Linked DNA regions of Mus musculus: all the other regions are linked to region 2. A link is a contact called in public HiChIP or PLAC-seq and promoter capture Hi-C data. All regions are on one chromosome and are shown on one strand. The core of a region is the stretch at or near the end of the contact, and the rest is flanking DNA. Distances in the headings are between cores, read along the strand shown.

Evidence for each region. Promoter capture Hi-C pulls out the DNA fragments that hold promoters and counts their contacts. HiChIP or PLAC-seq counts read pairs in DNA pulled down with a chosen protein or histone mark.
Region 1: a promoter capture Hi-C map of liver shows a contact between it and region 2, with 8 times the contacts expected there. The contact joins the promoter of Naxd here to the promoter of Tmco3 in region 2. A contact is called at or near these places in 6 of 39 promoter capture datasets (the 3T3-L1 cell line, the SN4741 cell line, erythroid cells and 2 more), 1 of 484 Hi-C or Micro-C datasets (CD4 T cells), 1 of 115 datasets of contacts at active chromatin or transcription factors (microglia) and 2 of 9 other capture datasets (adipose tissue and liver).
Region 3: a contact with region 2 is called in an H3K27ac HiChIP or PLAC-seq map of thymic regulatory T cells, with 9 times the contacts expected there. The contact joins the promoter of Ing1 here to the promoter of Tmco3 in region 2. A contact is called at or near these places in 6 of 39 promoter capture datasets (embryonic stem cells, erythroid cells, liver and 2 more), 8 of 484 Hi-C or Micro-C datasets (B cells, CD4 T cells, CD8 T cells and 4 more), 6 of 115 datasets of contacts at active chromatin or transcription factors (Th17 cells, astrocytes, pancreatic cancer cells and 3 more) and 2 of 9 other capture datasets (adipose tissue and liver).
Region 4: a promoter capture Hi-C map of liver shows a contact between it and region 2, with 6 times the contacts expected there. The contact joins the enhancer-like site here to the promoter of Tmco3 in region 2. A contact is called at or near these places in 7 of 39 promoter capture datasets (the 3T3-L1 cell line, the C10 cell line, hematopoietic stem and progenitor cells and 3 more), 1 of 115 datasets of contacts at active chromatin or transcription factors (astrocytes) and 1 of 9 other capture datasets (embryonic stem cells).
Region 5: a contact with region 2 is called in a promoter capture Hi-C map of stem cell-derived epiblast-like cells, with 2.1 times the contacts expected there. The contact joins the promoter of 5830468F06Rik here to the promoter of Tmco3 in region 2. A contact is called at or near these places in 4 of 39 promoter capture datasets (the 3T3-L1 cell line, hippocampal neurons, pre-B cells and 1 more).

The regions. Positions count from the first base shown.
Region 1 is chr8:11,496,157-11,498,856 of GRCm38.p6, reverse strand. It overlaps Naxd (NAD(P)HX dehydratase), which reads right to left and starts at 1,351. Exons shown (of 10, transcript NM_001190357.1): 1 at 1,231-1,351. The coding sequence starts at 1,270.
Region 2 is chr8:13,286,607-13,289,306 of GRCm38.p6, reverse strand. It overlaps Tmco3 (transmembrane and coiled-coil domains 3), which reads right to left and starts at 1,294. Exons shown (of 13, transcript NM_172282.2): 1 at 920-1,294. It overlaps Dcun1d2 (DCN1, defective in cullin neddylation 1, domain containing 2 (S. cerevisiae)), which reads left to right and starts at 1,181. Exons shown (of 7, transcript NM_001024504.2): 1 at 1,181-1,503. The coding sequence starts at 1,501.
Region 3 is chr8:11,555,192-11,557,891 of GRCm38.p6, reverse strand. It overlaps Ing1 (inhibitor of growth family, member 1), which reads right to left and starts at 1,435. Exons shown (of 2, transcript NM_011919.5): 1 at 847-1,435. The coding sequence starts at 982.
Region 4 is chr8:11,753,618-11,756,317 of GRCm38.p6, reverse strand. The region is part of intron 1 of Arhgef7 (Rho guanine nucleotide exchange factor (GEF7)); the gene reads right to left. Among named protein-coding and RNA genes, the nearest start is that of Arhgef7, 27 kb to the right of the region's middle. Within about 2 kb of position 1,392, at least 7 of the 459 cell types and tissues checked have an H3K27ac peak or open chromatin away from gene starts, as enhancers often do. A contact at or near this core is called in liver, where this site is marked.
Region 5 is chr8:15,020,216-15,022,915 of GRCm38.p6, reverse strand. 5830468F06Rik (a long non-coding RNA gene) reads left to right here and starts at 1,319. Exons shown (of 2, transcript XR_003947516.1): 1 at 1,319-2,700. All of the region lies in intron 1 of Kbtbd11 (kelch repeat and BTB (POZ) domain containing 11), which reads right to left.

The DNA.
Region 1 (2,700 bases), core at 102-2,601, 1.8 Mb after region 2:
AAATACAAGTTGAAATAAACCTTTTCCCCACAGGTTGCTTTTGGTCAGGGTGATTAACATAGCAACAGACAGCAAACCAAAAGTCTGCACCCCACAGGGAGAGAATGCTAAGATAACACCTGAGACTAACAAGCATTTTCCTGCTTTGCTGTCACTCAACAGTATGTTGCTCTCTGTCCTTGACGATGAATCTGTTCCACAATAGGATGCCGTTGGGATACCCTGACGAGTCAGGCACTTTGTACCAAGACAGAGAGCTCGGTTAGTAAAAGGCTGGAGGAGAATCGACTAGATTTTCCGACACTTTACACTGGATCACGTTTTAGTTGGCTTACTGCCACTCCTGGTGGATTTATCCCCTGAAGTATTAAGAGAGAACTTAAAATGTAAATACTATTGACTTTGTCGCCAAGACTATCCAGAGTCTGGAAAAGCAGGTCGAGCCTGTCTGCATTTTGTTGGCGTAAAGAAACCATGGCTGAGGAAGACAACCATGGCTTCTGTGCCCCAAGGGCTTTAAGTTAATGTGAAGTCTAAGCCGGAGCATGCGACAGCAGTCCTTATATTAAGTGAGATTCACTCTAAGCACCGTTTTCTTTTCTTTTTAGATTTATTTATTTTTATTTATACAAGTACACTGTAGCTGTCTGTCCTCAGACACACACCAGAAGAGTGCATCGGACCCCATTACTGATGGTTGTGGGCCACCCTGTGGTTGCTGAAAATTGAACTCAGGACCTCAGTGCTCTTAACCGCTGAGCCATCTCTCCAGCCCAGCACAGCCAGTTGAAAGGTCTAAAGCCCAGAACTCTACCAGGTCTTTGCCAGACATTTAGCAAGTCAATCTAGTAATGAAACCTCAGTGCGCACAAAGAAAGGCAATTACCAAGAGAAAAACAGTCTCTAAATAAAGGGTTATTCAAAAGCCTTTCTATAGGTGTGGCAAGTCGAGCCAGTGTGTGGACGCGATCCAGCTCAGGAAACGGCCCGCATCTCCTGCATAGGCCCCCAATAACTCGGGGGAGCGGGGGGAGCCTAGTCCTCACGCAGGCCGGTCCCACCGGCTTCCCGGCGCTGAACGCGCAAGCGCCAGGCAGAAGCGACCCCGGCCGGTACCTGCGTACAGCGGCGACCACTGGAGCGCGATCGCGGCGGAAAGCAGCGCCACCACGGCCGCCGCAGCCCCACAGGCGTGAACGGCCATCCGCGGGACGCCCGGATCGATCTTACCTCCCCCGCAGGCGCGGATTGCCACACAGCGGACTCCCATGGCGGTCCAGCGCACTTCCGGGTTCCCAGGTGTCCCCGCGCGGACGCCGGGCCACCGCCATTGGTCTTCTGGGCTCCGCCCGGCGGCCCCAGCTTCCTGCACCGCCGGAAGCGTACTCCGGGTTCATCCCACCCCCAGGGTCAGCGTCCATCAATTACCCTCCGCTTACTCCGCTTGACCAGCGAGGCACCCAATCCGGCCTGGCCCCAGGTTAAGCGTTGTGGTAGCCGGCTCACTGAAGAACCTTGGCGGTTTAGGGACCTATTTCTTTTTTATTCTATAGCGTTTTGTTCGTGAACTTGATGGTTCACGATTCCCTTGGAGGTCAGCTTCCTTGGCAGCCTGTCCATAGCTGTGCTGCCCAACTAGATGATGTCTTTGGCCCTGGTGCGTCCCACAGCTAGGTCTAAGGCTTAGCATCTCTCAAACCATTTTCTGGCCTCGGTTCCTCGAGGTCTTTGTTGTCTCAATAGTAAGATAGGCAACCTCATGGTTACAACAGCTTACGCCCCCAAACCGGAAAGCATCCTGACTTAGTTCTTTCATACCCATGCCTCTTGTGCCTTTGATACTGCTTTTGACCTGTCTTTGATACTTCCACTTGTACCCTGTATGAAGCCTGGCTGAGGACAGTAGCCGCCTGGGTTGTTTTCTACAAAGTGACACAAACCGATGGCCTAAGTGTATAAACTGGCGTCTTGACCTCTCTGTGGTATGGCTAACCAAAGGGTTTTTATTGTAGATTGAGACAGAGACAGAGACAGAGACCAGACAGAGGCATCTGTGAGAGTTCAGAGCAGAGAGAGAAAGAACTAGACTGGACATGGCCAGGGCTATCAGAGAGGGGAGAACAGCAGGAGATGAAGGATATATAGAGAGAAGCAGAGAGAACACACAGCAAGAACAGTAAGGAGAATAAACGGGTGGGGTGGGCATGGGAGGCGGTGAGGTGAGAAGGTTAGCATGGACTTTGAAACGTGTAGCAGATAACTTGTGATACTGAGGGAGCCTGGAGGGCAGCATGAGCTTTGAAATGCTCAGAAACACCACAGGTAGCTATTTATGTATCTGTCCTTTCTGCCCAGAAGCCTAGGGGAAGCAGCTTTACAAATTCCTGAGGAATGCTAGCTTTTATCTAACACCCAGGAATTCTGCAGTCCAGGTTGAACTTATCTGGATGTTTGAACTGCCCTTTTGGAGTTTGGAGAACTGGAATTTCCTTTAGACCTAACGTTAAAGAATATTCGACCCTTTGACGTTGTGACACTATTGTTACACCGTGTTACTATTGCAGTAATTTTATAGGGTTGTTGTGACACTATTGATAAAATGTGTTACTGTTACAGTAATTTTATAGGGTGTTTCTGCCTGTTCTAGCCCTTAGAGATGCTCCTGAATAAAAGACACAGAAAACTGGTTTTTTATCAATA
Region 2 (2,700 bases), core at 45-2,544:
TATAATACAGAAGAGGAATAAGATGCCATGCACCAAAGGAAGATAAGTCAAACAGAGGCAGAGCAAACAGCCTATATGACTTAGAACCAATGAACCATGGCTTCTTGGTGGTGCCCAAAGGGCTGTTCAAATAGCTACTTTATTTGTTCAGGAGGTGCCAACTTAAATCCACAAAGAGAGGAGACACAGAGCCTACTCACTAGCCAGCTGCTTGTTCTTTTTTTAGTTAGGGAAGCCAAGGAGGAGAAAAAGATCTATGAAGAAAGAGGCCCTTTCATCAGTAGCAAACACTTCTCTGGTAAGTAAGCAAATCTACATTGCACCCCAGGAAGATGAGATGGATGCTGACAATAAATAAACGAGAGGTTAAACCCACTGGGCCAGAGTGACCTTCCCTGTCACTTTCAACTTACTTGATTGGTTTTACCACCTAAATTAAGAAATTAATGTGTAAACCATCTTGGTTTGATTGTTGACTCTGCCAACCTCCCTGGCTGTATAAGCTTAAGTCAAGTGTTGCAGGGCACCCACATCCCTTATTGAAAGAGACAATCTTGGGGCGTCTTTCCAGGTTTATCTTTAAGAAGAGGCTGTCTGCGGGCAGCCTCACGGGGCGGGACAGAGAGACTACAAAAAATTACAGGGAAGAACAAAAAAACGGGAGGCTCGGGGAGCTGAACCTCCGAGTTTAGGTGAAGTCTTGGAAACGGTTGTCTTCCCCCATACCCCGAAAGAACTTCTAGGAAAAGACCCTCCACCCCCTGGAAAGTAGACAAAGGCAGTCTCCTAGGAAGGATCCCCTTTGGAAGAGACAAACCAAGAAGGAGCCCCGGGTAGGAGTCGCCAGGATTGAGCAACCCGGATGAGGACCCCGGTGGAGCGCATCTCAGGACAGAAGTCCCGCAGCTGCAGAGCTTACCCCGATGGAGGAGGCCGCTCTCTGGACATGCGACCTCAGCATCACTGTCCCCGATCGAGAGTTCCCCGACGCAGCGAACCTCAGGGCCGCCAAAGAATTGCCCTCATCTCTTTCCTGGCCTCGGGACCAGGACACCGAGGACGGCACCGCCCTCTTCTTACTTCAGGCGCTTCTGACGCGCAGCTGGAAAGTAGGTGCGGCTCCTTTAAGCAGGCTGCCGATGGACAGCTCCGTCGTCCTTCGCGCGGCGCGATGCACGCCGGGAACTGGAGTCCCGGGAGCCGGCCGGCCAGCCAGCTTCCAGAGAGTGCGTAAGCCTAAGAGCCTCAGAACAGCAACAGCCTCCGAGAGAGGTTACGATGTGACCCAAACGCTGTGCCTCGGAGCTGAGGGGCGCCTGTCCACGCTGCACGCGGAGAGCCGAAGACGGAGCGAGCCCCCCCAGTCACCTGAAGGGAGCGTTCGAACACTGCGCCTGCGCAGAGCGCCTGCTGCTAGCCGCCGCGGCAATCGCCTGCGCAGAGGAAGAGCGGCGTGCGCTTGCGCAGAAAATTGAAGTCGCTTCGGCAGCCTTGGGGAGCATGGTAGGTGGCTAGCTTTGCGCTCTGCAGGTGCGGGCCAGAGCCGGGCGCGGAGGTCACCTCTCTGTGGCGGCATTAGGATAACCGAACCGAGAGGCCGGGCGTGCCCGTCGTGGTGTTGAGGGAGGGCGCGGTTGACTTGGAGTAGCATGGTGTGAAGAGGGGTGTGAGGAGCCCAGTTGGATCTCCGGGGAGGGCAGCGGCGCCGGGTCAGCTGGGTGCTGACCGGACCGGAGGGCGGGACGGGGCTGTGCGACGGGTGACAACCTGCCTGCTGGGCGGAGCCGTCCCGCTTCTGAGTGGACAGTGACGCCGATTGGGGCGGAGCTGGCAGAGCTTTGAAGCCGTCAGCCCGGGGAGGTTTGTGGAAGAGGTGGAAGGACGCGATCCCCGGAAGGTGGTGCGCAAGGCTCCGCGGGGTTAGCATGGTTTGCGATCCGCTCAGCTCTCGCCGCGGCGAGGATATCCCCTACTCGCCCGCTCTCTTCCTGAGATCAGGCTGGGAATCCTGGAGGCGGGGAGGGACCGACTGGACGCCCTGGAGGTAGAGGAGGGTTTGCCTAGTAGAGCCGTGCAAAGGCCTGGACCGCGGGAGGACGCCTGACAGTCCCATTCCTTGGGTCTCGGGGTAGCCTTGCTCCGAGAGGATGCAAGCGAATGGGAGCCGAGGAAGACAAGTTTTGTCTCTGTCCTGGGAGAGATGTCGGCTTGGCTTGGTTTGCGTAGAGGAAACAGGGGAACTGAGGACCGAACCCTGGGGAGGGAAGAGGGGATGGAACCAATACCGAGAAGGACGAGGCTGGAAAACTAAAAGGTTTGAACCTAGAAATCAAGAAATAATGGAGAAGAGCTGCAGAAAGACTCCTCTGACCAGCTGCTAGCAGACTTCAGCGGCCAAGCCACTCACCTGCGCTCTTGGACAGGAACGTCACTGGGGAAGGAAATGTTGGGAGGCTCAAGATTTGGGAACACTTGGACTTGATGCCCTCATTTCCAGGCTTGCACATGGCAAAGCACAGTCAATCTGTAGTGGGCCGCAAATCTGTTTGAGCAAATGTTTGTCCTATGAGCCCTTTGAAATTGACCATAAGAGGAGGTATTTTGCTAAGTGTCTGTGGAAGGACATTTTACAGATGCTTTCTAAAATCTTATATGGGAGCACTCTTGTGCCTAGGTTGTGTGTTATTCTTCACAAGATAA
Region 3 (2,700 bases), core at 186-2,685, 1.7 Mb after region 2:
AAACAAGAGTAAACTCCGAGCGGCCATCCACGTTCAAAACAGAGCCCCCTGACCTCACAGCAAAGTTTCCCCAACAGCCAACAGTTCCCGGCGGGCACGCAGGCTCCGCCTCTTCGCCACTCTGGGCAGCCCGGGTCTTCGGGTGGGCTGCAGGTCCCTCACCTGCCCCGCTCCTCTCCAGCCAGAGCCCAGCTCGCGTCCACCGATCGCAGCGCAGTCGTACACCTAGTCGGCTGCGATCCTCCCTTTCACCCTCTTCCTCCCCAAGACACACCGCGCCGGCGCCCCTCGCAGTCGGCCCGGAGCCCTGTCCAGAGCCAAGAGAGGGCCCAGGAGAGCAGGGCCTGGGCGATCGCGCGACCCCGAGTCAGGACTGCCCAGTACTTTATGTAACACTTAGAACCAGAACCTGGCGGGAGGCGGCGACTCTCCGGACCCGCACTCAGCTCCGCCGGAGTACGGCCCGCAGCCCTCTCTCTAGCCCGGTGCCCGCGCCCTACGGCCGCGGCGCCCGCATAGCACTCCACCTCGCGCGGCCGCCTTCACCCCCTCCCCGAGGACGCGGCCGAGCCCCGCGCCCCCTCCCCCGCAGCACCGCCTCATCACTTCACTACAAAGAGCGCTTTGGTCGCGCAGCCTTGCAGCCAGCCGTTCGCGCTCCTTCCTTCTCCATGTCCCGGAGCTCGGTACACAAGGACCTCGGCGTATCAAAGGCGCTCCAGACCTTTTGTTCCTAGCCCTCCGAGGACGCTACCGGGCGCTCCGGCTCCAGCAGGACCGGTCAGCCTCGCCGCCGGGACCCAGGGATGGACGCGGCCGCCCCCGCCCATCCATCACCCGCCGTACCTTGGTATTTGGCGTCGATCTCCCGCATCAGCGAGACGTTCCTCTGCAGGTCGAAAGGCAGTGACTCGATTGAGTCCAGGTAATCCTCCACATAGTTCACCAGGTGGATCTGCTCCCCGTTGGCAGGACTCAACATGGTTCACCCCGGAGGTCCCCGGCGATTCGGCGGCTTTCCGCTTCCTCCACCCCCCGCCCCCCTCAAACAGCACTGCAAAATGCAAAGCTCTCTCGCCCTTCCGCGCCCCCCCGCCGCTCCGGCCGGGCTGGCCGGCGGCTACATCTGGCGCCTGCCGCGCCGCCTCCGGGGCCGCGGGGACCCCGGCGCCTGCAGGCGCGGGCCGCGGCGGCCGAAGCTCAAGCGCACACCCCGCCGGCCGTGCAGGCCCCCTCCCGGGCGGCGGGCGGCGCGGGGGGCCGTGCGTACTAGCGCGCACACACCCAAAGAGGGCCGGCCACCGCCGCCCACCCGCCACCAGCGTGGAGAGCGGAGAGAGCGGGGCCGGCTGCGGGAAGGGCGCGCTCCGCCGCCCGCCTCGCCGCACTTGTCCAACGTGGAAAACCCAAATACCAGTTTCAAACACTTGGGAAACATTCAGCCCCGCGCGCAGCGCGCATGCGCCCCGCCACCCCTCCTCCCGGAGGCGGCCCCGCCCCCACCGCATTCACGCCCCTCACCGTCCCGGGCCGGGGGGCGGCGGGCCGCGAGGCCGGCCCGCGCGGGGGCGTGGCCTGTCATTGTCGCTGGGGGCCAGGGTCGCCGAGGGGACAGCGGCGGGGTCGCCTGGGCAGGGGAGACCGGCGACGCGAAACTTTACTAGGAGTTTGACACTCGGTGGCGGACCTACTGGGCGGAGCCGCACGCCGGCCGGGAACCGCGGGGTGCTAGCCTGCTCCTCGAGACACGCCGGGGCCGGACGAGCCTCCAGATCGCTGCCTTCAAACCGACTAACCTGAGAAGAGCCACCCTCCGCTGGGTTAACTGCATTCCCCCGCCTCCTAGCGCGGTATAAATAGGGCCCCCGAACAGAAATGGCAACGGCGTCAGCCAATCCCCTTGCGACTCTTACCTCTGCGGCCAATCTGGACGAGAAGGAGGTGTGGTGGGATCGGCAACGCCCCCCGCACGCCTAGTACTAGAGAGCTGTCCTCTTCCAGGAGGGACGAGCGGGCGGAGCCGAGCGAGGCGGAAGTGGACGCGCAGGCGCAGCTCCCTGGCGATGGATGCGGACCCGCGCGGGAGGGCAGCTATCGACACGCAAAGGGACCACCACTCCCAGCATCCTCGGCGCCTCCACGCGCCTGCGCCTTCCGCCCCCATCGTCCCTTTGTGTCGCCTCCCGGTGCTGGGTTTAGAATGGCCTGGAGACAAAGGGGCCCCCGAGGGGTGCTCTTTTCAGCGCGGAGATCTACGGTGGGCGGGCTGGCGGGAGCAGCTCTTCTCTGATCCTAACTAGCTCTTCCCCTCCCTGCCGCATCTGAGGCTGCCCATGTCCTCGTCACACTGAGTTGGCAGCGGGCACCGCAGTGTGCTTCCCGCAGGGGAGCACAACCTTCAGCTTCCCATCCCGCCCTTCCCCCACAGCTGCCGGATTTAGGGCTTTCTGAAAAGCCCGGGCAGAGCGAGGGGTTGCCTAGGCGACGGGCCCCGGCGGTCCCGCCCTCTTCCTGCCTAGGCACCGCCCTGGGGCGGAGCCTGGCCTGTGGTCGCCACATTCGCGCCTTTGTATGGCTGGGACTGTGGTGCGGCTGTCCTATTCGCCCCTCTGAGTCCCAGGTCCTCAATCTTGCTCGGCCGCCTGGGCGAGAGCGGTGGACCCGCTGCTGTGGCCTCAGGTGCGCAGGGCTGGTGATGGC
Region 4 (2,700 bases), core at 143-2,642, 1.5 Mb after region 2:
GACTGGGAGCTCATACTTGAATGCAGCCTTGCTTCCACTGCGTTTGTCCCTTGAGTCAAAGACTGGAGGTGACAAGCCAAACAGACGAGACTAAGCAATGCTTCAAGCTTTAAGCCACTTTAAGTCTATTTAAAAAAAAAAAAAAAAAAAAAAAAAAAAAGCCAGTCTTCTAAGGGACAGCCATCTTTACCCACATCTTCCCCTTCTACCGAACTAATTCCAGTCTCCCCAAGGTCAGAGTTCAAAGTACATTCAACTTGCAGCTAGCGCCCCCTACGGGGCAATTTTAACATTTTCATGAAGCCAACCATGTGACCTTTGCAGAGTACTTTTCTTAAGACTTTTTTTTGCATTCCTACTATATACAGCGCCCAGTATGTGTGTGTGGGCTGCAATTACTGTCTGATTATGAACATTCTGTATATGTGCATATGTGATAAACCACTACAGCCATGGTAGATTACACAGTACTGTACTTGAGATGATGGCTTATTGTAAGTAAATACATAACATTTATAGCATACATTCTCCAAAAATGCCCATAAAATAAGGTCATGTATTCACTCGTTGGCAGAATTTTGTGACCAGCCATGTGCACACATGCTCACATCTACAAGTACATGCAAAATAAAAATATGACCAGGGTCTTTTGGTTTCCTAGCCCTGTATTTCCCCCAAGGACAATGTTGCAGTTCAGCATTCGAGATAACTTCAGAGAAGGTAAACACTACAAATAATTAGACTCATCTCTTCATCTCTACATTTGATTATGAAACCACAGGCTAATTGTTATTTTCTTTTCTTGTATGATGAGTATATAAAATAATGGAAGCAGCATACATTGATTTTGATAATTGTTAACTATAAAAAGCAAAACACCTTGAGGATTTACATATTAGTGAGAAATGTGGTTTTTAAATTACACATACCTGTGTGGGGCATGCGTGCCATGGTGTGTGTGGAGTCCAAAGGAAAAGTGTAGCAGTCAGTTCTCTTCTCTCACCCATGTGGGTCCCAGGAATCAAACTCAGGTCTCAGACTTGGTGGCAGACCCAGATTGGTTTTCATCTGTGGATTTTACCACTTTGCTAGAATGAAGTGTTGTCCACCACCAACTCTTCCTGACTGTTCTCTCCATGTGTGTGCTGAGTGGCCATCCATAAAGACGAGCATGTGGGAATGGGAGCTTTGTAATGGGACTTATTCTTTGACACCTAATGAGTGACAAAAGCCAAACTCCAGATGTGGCCTATTACCCATTCAGAGATTTTAAATGTTAATAGCTTCACTAGAGCCTCCTATAATGTCTATGAAAGCAAGGAATTAGAAAACCCAGAGTCACAGAGTCCCTGCTATTGGGGTCACTGAACCCAAAGTCACAGAGTCCCTGCCACTGGGGTCACTGAACCCAGAGTCACAGAGTCTCTGCCATTAGGGTCACTGAAGTCTTAACACCCTGGGTGTTTCATTTCATTTTTGTTTTCTTTTTTATAAAGCATGTTTGTGATTGTCCTTTAAGTGACAAGAAAAGAATTTCATCTTTTTGCAGTACATCTGAGGAAGACAAGAAATGGGTGACAGTCTGCCTTTTTGTGTGACGTAGGAGAGGAATGTTATGAAGAGGAGCAGGGACAGCCAAACTGGCTATGTGTCCTTATGACTACAGGCTCCTTTTTGTGGACACACTAGTTGAGGCTCTTTCCATGGGTTACCTTAAGACGTCCTGGCCCACATAACTCTCTGAAGTCTGGTACATGGGTACATGTAACTAGAACTCCAATGAACATCGCTGTTTGGAAAACTAAGGGGTCAACATTACGAGTGAAGAGCTCTAGCGCTATAACAAACATGTCACTAGGGGAGTCACTTGACCCCTCTAGGTCTATTTCCTTATCTCCAGTTTAAGGCCAGTAGCCTAACTGAGTTGTTGGATCAAGTGGATAATAAGTTAATCCAGCAATATTTACTGGGCCTCAAGTTCACAGCAGATCACACCATTTAGAATAGAAGTTCAGTTCCAGCTACTTGAGAGAGGGGTAGGTCTATCACTTGAGCTGATAAATTTAAGTCCAGGCAACACAGCAATACACCATCTCAGGGCAGAGGGGAAACACCTGTGGTTTCAGAAGTCCATAGTGTTTTCTAAAATGTACATAGTCAAGGGCACCGGAGACTGTAGTGAAAAACAACATGTCTAGGATTATTACAAGACAAAACAACATGGGAGAGTCCTTCATGCCTCTCTAAAGACAGTTTGCACATAGTCAATGAACAAATGAAAAACTAACATCATCAACCATCAGGGTCCACTCATATACATTCCCACTCACTCACGGGCGCACACACACATGAGAACACATTAAAAGTCCAGCCAACACTGCACGCCTAGCAGAGGGAGAAGAAGGAGAATGTTCACAATGTCAGGGTCGGCGAGGCTGAAACGCAACCTTGAGCCTGACTTGGGAGAGTGGACCAGAAAAACAGGCAGTTTCTTCCACAGTTAAACTTGTTTCTACCCTAGGCCCCAGCTGTTGTTTGCCCAGGAGAAATCATAGCCACCAAAATCCCGGTGTAAGAATGTTCACAGCTGCTTGCTGATTAGCGAGGCCACCGAGCAGAGGGCTCTGCATGTACTCTAGAAAGGCAACAGTGGCCTGACACTTGCTCTGCCCAGGTCATGTCGCAGGAATGGTGCGAAAG
Region 5 (2,700 bases), core at 70-2,569, 1.7 Mb before region 2:
ACCACAAGCTCCCTGAGGAAAGTATCTTTGCTCCCCACACCTGGTGCTCCATAGTCAAGAGCCAATAAATGCAACCTGGCTCCTTGGGCCAGAAGACGCAGGACAGTATCTTTCCACTCTCTACACATTTTCCCCTCTACCCACCAGCACCCACCAGAGCCTTCCCCCTTGCAGCAGCTCTTGAGATCGATAGTGTGTGTCCACAAGTGCAAGATGGTGCTCCATGCAACGATGTGAGGTGTGTTATATCAGGGCAGGCAGCTTTGTTTAGCAACCTCCATTCTCCTGTGAGCCAAAATTCTTAAAAGCCCATGTTCCACGGTACCTGGGCCAACCACAGCTGGCCTCAGGTACAACAGCCAGAGGATGCCGATGTAGGATTATTTGACGCTCGCGTGGTACTGATGCTATGCATCTTCATCTCACTCATGAAGACGTGACACTCAGAAAGAGGAAGATCACTGTAATCTGTCTACCCCAGCAAGGAGCTGAGTTCATGTTAACTGTTGTGTGTGGGTAGAGTTACAGAGGCCACGTTCAGATCCAGCAGCCCATCACCATCATCCCCTGTTTTTCCTCACAGTTCCTACAACGAATGACAGGCACCACACTCTGACTTTCCTTGAACCTATAATCCTGACTTTCCGATGGACAGAGCAATCAGGAGTCAACTCGACAACAAGGGTGTCCTGTAAGCTGCTCATCAGCTACGTGGCATAGGACCCTCACGCACTCTGAAACCTCTGAGGGGCCCCTTGTTAGACACACAGGTCTGAACTTTTTATACGCCCTGCCATACTGTATGTCTACGACATTAATAGCTAATAAATCTCTTGCTTGAAAGGACAAGCCATTCAGTGCCCCCACCCCCACCACCCCAGGACCCTGAAACCTGAGACCTTTCATTAACGAGGGATATGAAAAAATAGATCATAAAGCACCCATATAAAAATGTCCCGAAGCATACAACGCACAACATACCCTATGATGTATGTGAGAGATGACAGGCCTCTCACAGAGTTGGTGACCGTACTGTTTGCTGGTGAAGCAGACCTCAGCCTCTTGTGGATAATAACTACACTGAACCCTCCTTTTTTTTTTTCCTCCCCTGAGACAGAATTGTACTCTACAGCCCATGCTGAACTTTACCCTACCACTCAGCCATGCCTGGCCTCAAGCTAGAGACCTTCTTGCTTCCCTAGTGCTGGGATTTACAGGTGTATGCTATCACACCCAACGTGTTTCCATATTCAAAGAAATAAACCTCTTTGCTTTTTTGTAATGATACCATTTGCAGATTTTAGAGCATAAAAGCCGTATCTTGAAAGTCTCAGATGTATCAAAACTAGGACAGTGAAGCTTGGTCGTAGCTTTGTGAAGTTTTTTTTTTTTTTTTTTTGGTTTTTTGTTTGTTTGTTTGTTTGTTTGTTTTTAAAGCACAATATTTAAATTCCTCTCCCAAACGCTCATCCCTAACTGTTCTAACGCCACCATCTGAGCTCTCATAGGTTTCTCCACTCCCCTTTTATCCCCCTGCCTGGCCACAGTCACTGAAGAGCCACTGACATGCAGAACAACTGATATGAAGAGAACTGTATGCAGGGACAATGCCAAACACCCCAAACCCAAGAAACAGGAATCTCAACTCCCACTGTACAAGCAAGGAGGCTGGTGATTGGGGTAGGGGCTCTTCTCCAGCTCTCTGACTCACTGGCCAGTGCCAAGGTTGGAGTTCTCAGAAGCTCACGGGTGCAGCTGAACTCCAAGGATGTCAGCATTCTCTGAGAAAGTGTGATGCTGAGAGAGCACTTTTCACAGGGGAGATGGCTTTAAAGCCATCCACGCCCAAAGTCAAATCGCTGTGGACAGACAACTCAGGATCTACAGGTGCCTCTGGGCTCACGAGCTAGAGCTGGCTGACACGGTGCAGCCTGAGTGTGTCTAAGGTGCCCCTGCTGCTGTTGCACAAGCCTTGCACACTTGTCCCTTGTGAGCTGGGACTCCAGGAAGTTGACATCCCGACTGGTTATCTCAGCTCTAGAATAGAAGCACTGAGTCTAGTACATTCTGACCTTTTATTGTCCCTTTGGCCCCGATGGAATGCTAGTCACAGAACTATGTTTGCTACCACGTTATGGCAAGCTCAGCGTAGACCTTGAGGTCATGAGAGACTTGATGGTAGGCTTAGGGCGGCACCAAAGAAAGCATTTTTCCCCAGTAGGCTTTAAGCTGGGACTAAGGGGAAACTTTCCCTGGTTGGGGTGTGTGTGTGTGTGTGTATGTGTGTGTGTAACATGCAAGTAAAATGATCTAAGAAATGGAAAGAGAGAGAGAGAGAGAGAGAGAGAGAGAGAGAGAGAGAGAGAGAGAGAGAGAGAGAGAACACTAGACTGGGCCTGGTCCCAAACCTGCTTTATCTGGTTTGCAGGCATCTGAGGTCTGGGCGCTGCATACCACCAGCACCCATCAGGTATGCTCCCACAGCCGTGGCCACCAACACAAGCTCGCAGGGGACTAGCAGAACAGCTAGCTACCACAGTCTTCAGACAGGAAACGTCCTGTGCTCAGAGGTATTAGGTGCATGGTCTCAAAGGATCGGACAAAGCCCAGCAGTGCTCCGCAACTGTCCCTGCCCAGTCTGCGGGTGGCCTTGGCGAGGACAGCTGAGGCAGCTGGCATTCCTAGTCCTTAGTTACCAAG